3 separate regions of the Mus musculus genome follow, and all the other regions are linked to region 1. A link is a contact called in public HiCAR-type data. All regions are on one chromosome and are shown on one strand. The core of a region is the stretch at or near the end of the contact, and the rest is flanking DNA. Distances in the headings are between cores, read along the strand shown. Region 1 has its middle 85 kb from the start of Mir3966. Region 2 has its middle 120 kb from the start of Gm33843. Region 3 has its middle 79 kb from the start of Gm46240.

Region 1 (3,283 bases), core at 343-2,842:
ATTATATTCAGTATTTATGTCTCTAAGAGGAAATGCTTTTATAATCTGCATAATTCAATGCTATATATAAATAAGCCAGATATGATGGAAGTGTCATTAGAAACTTTGTCCTTTAGTTTCAAATGTGTATGTAACCAACACACATAGTTCTCTATATGACAAAGCTCTCCATGGTATGAAATAATAGTAAATTAAAATGTTCAAGGAAAAAAATAGAACTTTCATACACCAGATATGTTTGGTTCTTTTGTTTTGTATGTTTGTTTGTTTGTTTGTTTACAGACAGGGTTTCTCTGTGTAGCCCTGGCTGTCCTGGAACTCACTCTGTAGACCAGGCTGGCCTTGAACCCAGAAATCTGCCTGCCTCTGCCTCCCGAGTGCTGGGATTAAAGGTGTGTGCCACCACCACCCAGCTTGATATGTTAGGTTCTTAATGAATGTACAAAGCTTACATCTATAGCTGACATCCATGATTTGATTTTAGTTTGATGTAAATTTATGTCAGATTTGTAAAAAAAAAAAAAATGTATCTTAAGAGAAAATGTCTATACAACTTAGTTCTATTACAACCAAGATTTTGTTTCACAGTTGTTTTTCCCATGCTTTGTGGTCATTTATCTACTTTTAGCAACATTTTAAAAGGCAAAAATCTTTTGTTTCTTGTTAATTTTACCAGACTTTGAACATTACCCTTCCTCATGGGAAACAAAGAAAGAAACAAAAACATTAGTTTGCTACTTTTGCAAATCTTTGTGACTCCTTATTTCAGTCCTTTGAATAGGAGACCAAGATCCTTCTCCCAGGAATTTTCCCTCTTCAAGTCACTAGGCCAGTCTTCATTGCCAATTGAACTGGCATAGAAACAGTTCTGGAAGTGTCTCTGAGGGTGATTCCAGAAGGCTTAATCTACTCTGAATAAGGGCAGCACCTTCAGTGGGATGAGGTCCTAAACTAAATTAAAAATAAATAAATAAATAAAAAGGAATAAGAAGAGGAGGAAGAGGAAAAAGAGGGGGAGGAAAAAGAGGAGAAGAGAAGGAAGAAGGAGGATAGCAAGCTGAGTTGGTTTAAGGATTTTTACCTTTATATGACAAAGCTCTCTATGTTATGAAATAAATTAAATAAAAATGTAGGTGACAAAAAATCATAGATCTTCCATACACCAGATATGTTAGGTTCTTAAGGAGATATAAACCTTACATCTGTAAATGACATGCATAATTTGTTTGTGGCTTTAAGCAAATTTAATTTGTGCTCATTCATAAGGAAGATATATATATGTATATATATATATATATATATATATATATATATATATATATATATTCCTATTGACTATTATGAATAAACAATAATCCTCACTGATGTCTGATATCTAATAACAGATATCCAAACAGCAGGACTTTCCAACAGCAGACTTTTATTCAGGCCTAGCCAATTTATGCTGAACTTTAGTTGGTCTTCTGTTTATATATATGCCTCTGCATGACTGAGCATGAAGATGAGAGCCTCAGCTCTCCAGGGTAAACGTGTAGGCAGGGCCATTCTACTTTTGGCCAATCCCCTAAGACCTGAAGTGCCTTCCATTACTGTTGATTGAGCTCACTGTGACCCATTCGGGTTAAGGTTATTAGTCATCCCTGACTGCACCCAGCTTTCCCACAATGAGCTCTCCAATTTTCTTACTAATGTGAAACTTATTTACACAGATCCTTGTTCCACAGATGCCTCAGCTGAAGACCAGGCTGAAGTTAGCCCGAGAGCAGCCCTGGTTAGGACACAGGCCTCTGTGCCCAGTACTAAGAATTATTGAATATGGTACTGTAGGATGTTGGCTTCTAGCAGCTAACAGAGGCACAGCTGTTGAATGTGACATGAGAGTAATTTACGGCACAACACTTCCTGTTTGCTAATGCAAATATTTCCCCCCCTTTCCCCCCCATACACACAGTACTGAGTTTATTAGGGCAGCCACTGAACGCTGTCTGTTTACTCAGGTGAGCACTGAGCTCTGCTGATTTATTGGGATGGGCACTGAGAACTGGTTAGTTTATTCCAGTCAGCAATGGGACCAGTTGGTTTATTCAGGTGAACATGGGGCACCACCGGTTGGTTTATTTTGGCGAGCACTAAGCACTGTTTGGTTTTATGAGGTGGCCACTGACCTAGTATGATGATGTCTTCATAATATGAGGAGATTTAGGTATACAACTGCACACAGTAAAGGCCCTGTGAAAATATAGGATAATGTGGCCTCTTAAGGATGTCTAGAATCACAGAACTTATAGAATGAATCTCTGCCTCCCCCTACACACACACACACACACACACACACGGAATAACTTATAGGCTGCATTCCAACTAATCCATCAATGGCGAGCTGGATCAAAAGCCTGGGTCTTCCCACCTCAAAAGTCCAGACTAAAAGTTTATTCACCTATTTCAAACCCAGAAGAAACTCTCTGGCCGGCATGCCCTCCATTTCTGGATTATAGTTCATTCCAGATACAGTTAAGTTGACAACCAAGAGTAGCCACGATCTATAAGCCAAGGAATGAGGGCACAGAAGGACCCAGCCCTGCCAGCATCGTGATCTTCAAGTCCTGGTTTCTAGAACGGTGAGGAGACCAATCTCTGTGGTTTAAACTCTCTGACATGTGGTACTTTGCCATGGCAGTGCTGGTAATCCCCAGAAATTTGCTTCTGGAAAAGAGTGAATAAGTTCTGCTTGAAACTCAGAGGAGAGATGTCTTCATCAGAATATCAAATTCAGTGGGTGTGTATTACTTTTCTCGGCTTGCTAGTTTTCCTCCTCCTCCCCTCTTAGACTTATTTAAAAAAATAAATAAATAAAGATGAAGTGTAAGCCCCATCTCAGGTATGGTGCTACTGACATTAAGAGTGGATCTTTCCTCTTCAGTTAAATGCTTCTGGAATTTCCCTTGAAAATACCCCATGGACTTTCTAAATCTGATCCAGTTGATAATGAAGACCTGACATTCCGGGTGGAAGAGGAGGTGATGTCAGAAGATACAGATGAACTAGCAAAGACACTTTAAAAGAAGTAGAGCCGAATCACTGGGGATTTACAAAGAAATCAAGAGAATGGAGCCATAACCATAGATAGAGTGGCCCTAAGAAAGGTGTTCTGTAAAGGATTCTGTTCTGGACAGGTCAATTTCCCAGCCATGTGCCAGTCTCCGAGCTTTGTCTCCTTACTAACGCACAGTCACACCTTGTAAAATTACTATAGGGATTAAAAATAGAGGCTTTGTCTTGAAGG
Region 2 (3,283 bases), core at 406-2,905, 860 kb before region 1:
GGGTGTGGGGTGGCCCCTCATAGTTGATACAGAACATGCCCAGACACCAAATTCTCAGCATAAAAGAAATTTGTTGTACAAGATGGGCAAATGTAGAGATAGGGGTAGGAGGTGGGGGATGGGGTTAGGGAACTGGATTAAGCAAAGGCAGACAGCAGGCAGCAGGTATTTTTGTAGGTGTTAGTTTTTAAGGAAAAGGGGGTAAGTCTGTGCCAGAGTGAGTTGGTAGATCCTGATTGGACAGGTTAGTTAGTGGAGCTAAATAACCTGAATTTTGGTTTCTGAACCTTGGTGTTTAGTTTCAGGAATGAGACAGTGGTCATATAAGGGAATAAGACCTTGTGGGCTAGCTTTAGGTAGCCAAACAGTTTAGCCAAGGGAGAGAGAAAGGAAAACGGACAAAATCTATTGGCCCTTTTGTCATTCGAGGACCTGTTAGTTCTTTTGTCAATACTGCTTAAGGGCTTAGGGGACAAGTCTTAGAAGTTGTGCGCAATACTTTGGCCCACATTCCATGTGCCACAACGCCACCCAATGCAGAGGAGTCTGGGAAACGCAATCTGTCTGTGTCCTACCCCCCTCCCCCATTAAAAGAGTAGGACTTGGTAAGTGAGATGCAATCTCTCACTCTGCCACTCCCTCTATTTGAAAAGACTATACGTGTAAACTATACGCGTTAGCGCTATCTCTACAGTTTCAATAGAACAAAGGGATACAATTGCTTGCCATTGTGCAAAAAGGACAATTTGATTAGTTGGGTACTTTCACCTCTGCTGTGCCTAGCAAATGCAGCACCTGTTGCAGACAGCACGAAGGTGGCAGAGAGCAAGCTCTGGTCCCGGGAGCCTGCTGCTTCGGGGATACCGGAATGGTGCTTCCGGAAACGAGCCTCACCTGTTTCCCAATGGGGGAAGAAAAGCCAGGCTTTGTTCCCAGGCAAATGAAAATCCAAATCACAAGACTCAAACTATGAGCGCAGAACAGTGCATTAAAATGTGGTGGCGGTGTGTGCTATTTGCCTGTATCTAAATATACATCTGCCTTCCCTCATGCCCTCTGGAAACACTGAAGGATGGAGGGTGATTAATGAGGAGAGAAGTCGTTCGCCTGTAGCTCTGCTTCTTCAGGCCTCTGTTGCTAAGCCTCTTGGTCTTTAAGGGATTCGGGATGTTAGCTGCAGGTCACGGTGGCCCATTTCTCCACATACTAATGTGGCAAGCCTCCAATGATGGGGACATGAATAAAAAGCTGCTTCTGGCCCAGAAGAAAAAAAAAATGGTCGGATCCAAATTTGAAGTTTCCAAAAAGGCTTTAACAATCCTTTAAATTAGATAGATGCGCTCCTCCACCTACTCGTTCTGAATTCTGGCCATATTTATTTCGAAAGAACCAAAAAAAAAAAAAAAAAGGCGCTATTTTTTTTCTCCCAACAGCCCAGTTTCAGAGTCTTCTGCCGTGATTACCTCAGTCGCTGAAGCGTCTGCTTACCTCACTTCAAGTTGGAAAAACCCACAGAAAGGAATGATTTTTTTTTTCTGGAGGGGAGTGGGGAGAAGCAGCAAAAAAAAATGAATGAAATCCGAGCCATACTCGGGATCCTCTCTGCCCACCCCGGCTTCTGAGGAGAGAAGGATGTTTTCCTGAGAAGCCAGCTCCAAGCCATAAACCTGGAACACATCGAGCTTTTTCTTCGTGCTAATTGGCACTTACCTCACCTAGGGGCCTCTGCCAAGGAGACTTGAGGGGTTTAATGGGGGGAAAGGAAGAAAGGAAAGAGCCCAGAGTCCTGGAACACAGTACCAACCACGTGGGATCTTTTGCTGGAGGGCTTTGCAACAAAGTGGCCTATGTGCCCGCCCTGCCCTCCAGTTTGTGGGGCTAACGCTCAGACCCAGACCGGGGCCTGAATGATAACTGCTTGGTGTAATTACGAAGACAGCTTGAAAACTATGCTCCTCTTTGTTCTGGCCTTCAGATGAGGCTGTCTGAACGCAGTTTGCGCCAGCTTTATTTCAAAGCGCTTTTTCTTTCCATATTTCAAAAGGTCAGTGTGTTTACTGGTGGCCAAAAAAGAAGCTGGTGTAAGAGAAAGAACCTCGTGTAGCTGAGTGGCAGGCAACCAGAAAGCGGAGGCAGGGGGCTGGCTCTGGTTCTGTATGTGCCTGGAGAGGAGACAAGAGAACCCTCAAGTCTTGACCTCTCCTTTATCACCGTTCAAAGACAAGGGGGTGAATGGGAACTGTAGTCTTTTGTGGGGATTAAAAGAGAAAACTAATTCTTAAAGTCTGGTTGTGGAAGGAGAAATGCAGGTATGCTTAGTAAAAACAATGTTATCAACTGCTAAGCCAGAAAAAAACGTCCACTTCAACTCCTGGAGGTGAGAATGCTTCCTTCTTTCAAGAAAGCAGGCTTGACAACCTGGCCACCCTTGGGAATTTTGAGACTGTTTTCTGTCAAGGTAAGTTAGTGCCAGGAAATAATAGCAAACCACAAACCCTTTCGCAGGTCTCTGGGTTGGCAGTCTGAGACTAACGCTGTTACTTAGAAAAATAAAGCTGATCAGACAGACCACCACCTGCCCATCCATAAAGCATTTATGCTTTCGTTGTGAATATTTGAAAACAGTGTCAGGCTCCAGCGACTTCGACTCAATGCCTACGTCAAGTATTCTTTGTGGCTCATTTTCTTTGAAAAGTCCCCTGGACTTGCTATAGAGTGAGCTCCTGACAGAAGGAGGGGAGCAAGCTGTAAACGTCGTAGAAAGAGGAGATGTCAAAACCAGGTGTATTAGGGTTCAAATCTTCACATCACCACTTACAAGCTGTGTGATTTTTGGCTAATGCACTTAGCCAATGTGTGGCTTAGTTTTCTTGTGTACAAATGTAGGTGTCTCACAGTCTGTTCCCAGGAGGGTTCATCAATAAGTATGTGTGAGATGTATAAAGCTGTTCCCCTTGCTCTGTAAACATCTCAATGTTAGGTAATGTTGAAAAGCACACCTCTCTTCCAAATGGAATTCTATGCTAGGGAAGAGCCCCCTTGCCATGTGCTACCAACAGTCTTTAGACAATCTGCCTCCAATAGAAGTAAAAGGTAAAGTTGCAAACGCCAGGGAATGCCACTTGTTTGTGAAGGAGAGAGAGGCAGTAGTAAGAAAGAACTGATGAAACTGCTCAAAACCCAATCTCCTGACTACTCTGAATTTCCAGGCTCCTGTAAAAGGTTGTAGCAAAATGGGTCGAATTCTCCAGAAGTCACTTGGGAAAGGTGCGATAACTCCAGA
Region 3 (3,283 bases), core at 366-2,865, 520 kb before region 1:
GCAAGACAGACAAACAATATGCAACCACACAGAAGAGAAGGGCCAATGCATATAAGAATAAATGTTATGCCTCACTGCCCGTCAAGACACACAATCTAGTGTGCTACCTACTCTTTACATAGGCAGAGATATAGGAAACCCATGTTATGGTTAGTTGTATGGGTGTAAGACCCACTGGGAGGGTGGCTGTGTTTGCACTAGGCCGAGCATTTCGAAACACTGCACAAAGCAAGTTTGAAGCTTCTCATCATCAAGAAATGACCAATGTTTGAGAAGATGCATTAAAACGGATCTAAACATCACACATCACACAATGTAGTCGCGGATTAATGCACAGTATGGAAACTCGTTCCCACATGCTTTTATATGTTGGATAAAATAAAAGTGAGAAAATTTTAAAGGAAGAAGAAACTGAATATATGCCACCAGCACATCTGGACTAGCACATCTGGACTAGCACATCTGGATGGTTAATATGACCTTAGAGGCAACCACTGGGCAAACCTCACTAGACGTTCTACAGGGCGTACACTGGCTTTGTTTATCGTAGCAGAACATATCAGACGCTATGACCTTTGGCTTGAACTAGAAGTAAGTCTTTACTCCGCCATGTGCTCCCCTTCCCTACATTTTATCCAACAGAATAGAATTGCCTAGATTACATTCTTATCCTCATTGGTCTGTACCAGCAACATTTGAGAGTCACTATTGCCCTGGCAATGTTCCTGGTTTTGCTCCAAGATTCCTTCCGCCTGTCCATCTTCTGCAGTGCCACCAGAGAATAGTATTTCATTAACCTAAATCATACGATGTAATTTTTCCTGCTTAAAACTGTCACATCAAGACTTTGAGTTATTATTATTGTTATTGTTATTGTTATTATTATTATTATTATTATTATTATTATTATTATTACAAGGCTTGGCTCCTGCCTACCTTCCCTTTTCTCCTGGTGTCTCAAGACTGACCTCTACCTTAAAAGCTAGTATTCCTAACTGGCATTTCCAGGACAGAGGAAACTGTCACTTCCAACTTTCTCTACTTGCAGCTTGCTTTGTCATCTTTAGGTCACAGACAGTTCATCTGACTAGTTGTCTCCAGCTAGGCCAAAGTCTCCTCATAAGTTGCAAAAGTTTTCAAATATTGTCATAAATTCCCATGTATCCAGGACACCAGAGTCTGGCCTCTGCTCTAGAAACTGCTTTACCCACATGGCTCTGTTCCAGAGACACCACTATTTTCTCCGTTTGGACATTTAGAACAAGCCCCAATTCTAAGCCTCTGCCTTGTGTTCATGGAACACCTCAAGCTAAATTTATATTTTCATGACTTTGCTTCCTTTTCTGGACTCTGTCTCGTCTCCAAATTGTCAGTGGTTTCTGCTCTTCTCATTTGAGTGGCCACATGATTATGGGAACTTCCAAGGTAGGAGAAGAGCTAGTTATTAAGATGAGGCCTGTAGAGTTGGGAACAACTTATTAGTAGCTGGGTGTGGCCCACGCAAACCTGGCTCAGAATCACAGCTCTTCAGCTTGAATTCACCCTGGGGAAGAGGCTCAGCTAGCAGCTCTTTAAAGAGCACAGGCTTCAGTGCCAGCTGTTTTCCTTGTAAAACAGCTGACCAGTTTTGCTCGGTGCAATCAGAGACTTGGGTTCCTTCCCACGAGGGAAAACCGTTGACCCATTTCAGTTAGTACTGCAGAAAAATTTCCATGGGCCCAAGAGAGGTTCTTGGGAAATAAGATAGGTATCCATTCATTGTATAAAGTGACAGGCAAGGCTTGTCATTTTTCACCATTGTAAGAAGTCAGAGGCAATAAACACATGCAGGAAATTGTGGTGGTATCTCCCCCCCACAATTGCTTCTGGAACTGTTTGTTTCTTTACAAGCTTGTTATTCACTAAGCAATCAATTTTAACTCCTCCTTTGCCCTAGTTCCTGGAAACCCCTAATCTTGCCATCTTTATAGATCTGCCTATTTTGAAAATTTCAAATACATTAAACTATACAACCTCCAACTTTTTGTGTCTGCTTCATTCATGTGAGGTATGAGTTCCAGTTGATTTGTCTGTGGCATGCACCTCCTTCATGCATTCCTTCCTTTTAGTAGTTGAATAATATTCTACTGTGTGGGCAGGCCACATTTTTTTTTTATATCCATTCATCTGTTGATGTGCATTAGGGTCATTTCCACCTGCAGGTTATTACCCTGAAAGTTGCTGTTATGGCTGTTTGTGCCCTAGGTTTTATTTGAACATCTGTTTCCAATGATTTTTGGTGTGACTAGGAGTGGAATTGGAGGGTCATATGGTTCGGGAAAAAAAAAAAGATCCTTGTTTAACTTTAGTGAGGGAACCATGAAACTTTGTTTTTTCTCTAGTGGTTCAACAATTTTACATTCTAACGAGTTACGAGGAAGGATGGGTTTGGGCAAATCCTAAGAACACCATACAAAGTGTTTATATCAATAAGTGACTCATTAAAGACATTTACATGATAAGGAAGAACATCAACTCAGATTCTTAAAGTGAGATAAAGTTATCCCTCCTTCTTGGTTGAACAGACCATGATGGCTAATTATGAGTCAGTTCTGGAAAGTTCCGAGAGCAGCGTGTCAGGGCATCTACACAGAAGATTATTGGTGTAAGGTTTTTGAAATAGCCACACGTCAGCTGTTCAGAAATACAGATTCGCACTGTCTATGGCTGAGTTCTGCTTGGCTCCAGTGACACTGTTTCTGCTGAGCTTGAAAACCTCTTAAACCTGTCATTGAAAGGTAATATGTTCTTTTCTGGCTTGAATCACAACAGGGAATTCAAACTTGTAGTTCCTTTTGGAGCCTAAAGTCATTTAAAGTCAAATCACCTATGAGGATAAGCAGGGAGCTGTTTCAGGTCTGAACCCCCTCAGCCTTCCCGGAAGTCATGCCATTGGAATGCACAAGCTTGGTCGTTATTACCTCTGGGTGGCGTTCGCCTTTGCTGTATCTGTACGGACTATATTAGCTAGGTCTTCTGGGATGTTTAAGTTTTCCAATGATGTTGACAGCCTTATCCATGCCCTGGTGATATCAGATATGGATTCTTGGAGCTTCCCTTTCTCAGATCCTTGGCTTCTTCCTATCCTCAGACCACTTAACATTGGTTCAAGTTACAAGTTCAGGGGATTCCATGGCATTTCTCAAACGTCTAAGGCCCTTAAGGGAGTTCACTGGTCTGGTGCAATACCACATACTAATCCTGTCTAGCCTAGAGTTTTAAGCTTTTGAAGCTTAAGTAAATG

What was found. HiCAR-type assays count read pairs that join an accessible place to other places.
Region 2: a contact with region 1 is called in a HiCAR-type map of fibro-adipogenic progenitors, with 6 times the contacts expected there. The contact joins two enhancer-like sites. A contact is called at or near these places in 1 of 484 Hi-C or Micro-C datasets (bone marrow-derived macrophages) and 1 of 115 datasets of contacts at active chromatin or transcription factors (fibro-adipogenic progenitors).
Region 3: a HiCAR-type map of fibro-adipogenic progenitors shows a contact between it and region 1, with 3 times the contacts expected there. The contact joins two enhancer-like sites. A contact is called at or near these places in 2 of 484 Hi-C or Micro-C datasets (both in uterus) and 1 of 115 datasets of contacts at active chromatin or transcription factors (fibro-adipogenic progenitors).

Annotation. Positions count from the first base shown.
Region 1 is chr10:97,336,574-97,339,856 of GRCm38.p6, forward strand. No RefSeq gene overlaps it. Among named protein-coding and RNA genes, the nearest start is that of Mir3966, 85 kb to the right of the region's middle. Within about 2 kb of position 1,593, at least 61 of the 459 cell types and tissues checked have an H3K27ac peak or open chromatin away from gene starts, as enhancers often do. A contact at or near this core is called in fibro-adipogenic progenitors and uterus, where this site is marked.
Region 2 is chr10:96,478,831-96,482,113 of GRCm38.p6, forward strand. No RefSeq gene overlaps it. Among named protein-coding and RNA genes, the nearest start is that of Gm33843, 120 kb to the right of the region's middle. Within about 2 kb of position 1,656, at least 86 of the 459 cell types and tissues checked have an H3K27ac peak or open chromatin away from gene starts, as enhancers often do. A contact at or near this core is called in fibro-adipogenic progenitors, where this site is marked.
Region 3 is chr10:96,820,901-96,824,183 of GRCm38.p6, forward strand. No RefSeq gene overlaps it. Among named protein-coding and RNA genes, the nearest start is that of Gm46240, 79 kb to the right of the region's middle. Within about 2 kb of position 1,616, at least 60 of the 459 cell types and tissues checked have an H3K27ac peak or open chromatin away from gene starts, as enhancers often do. A contact at or near this core is called in fibro-adipogenic progenitors and uterus, where this site is marked.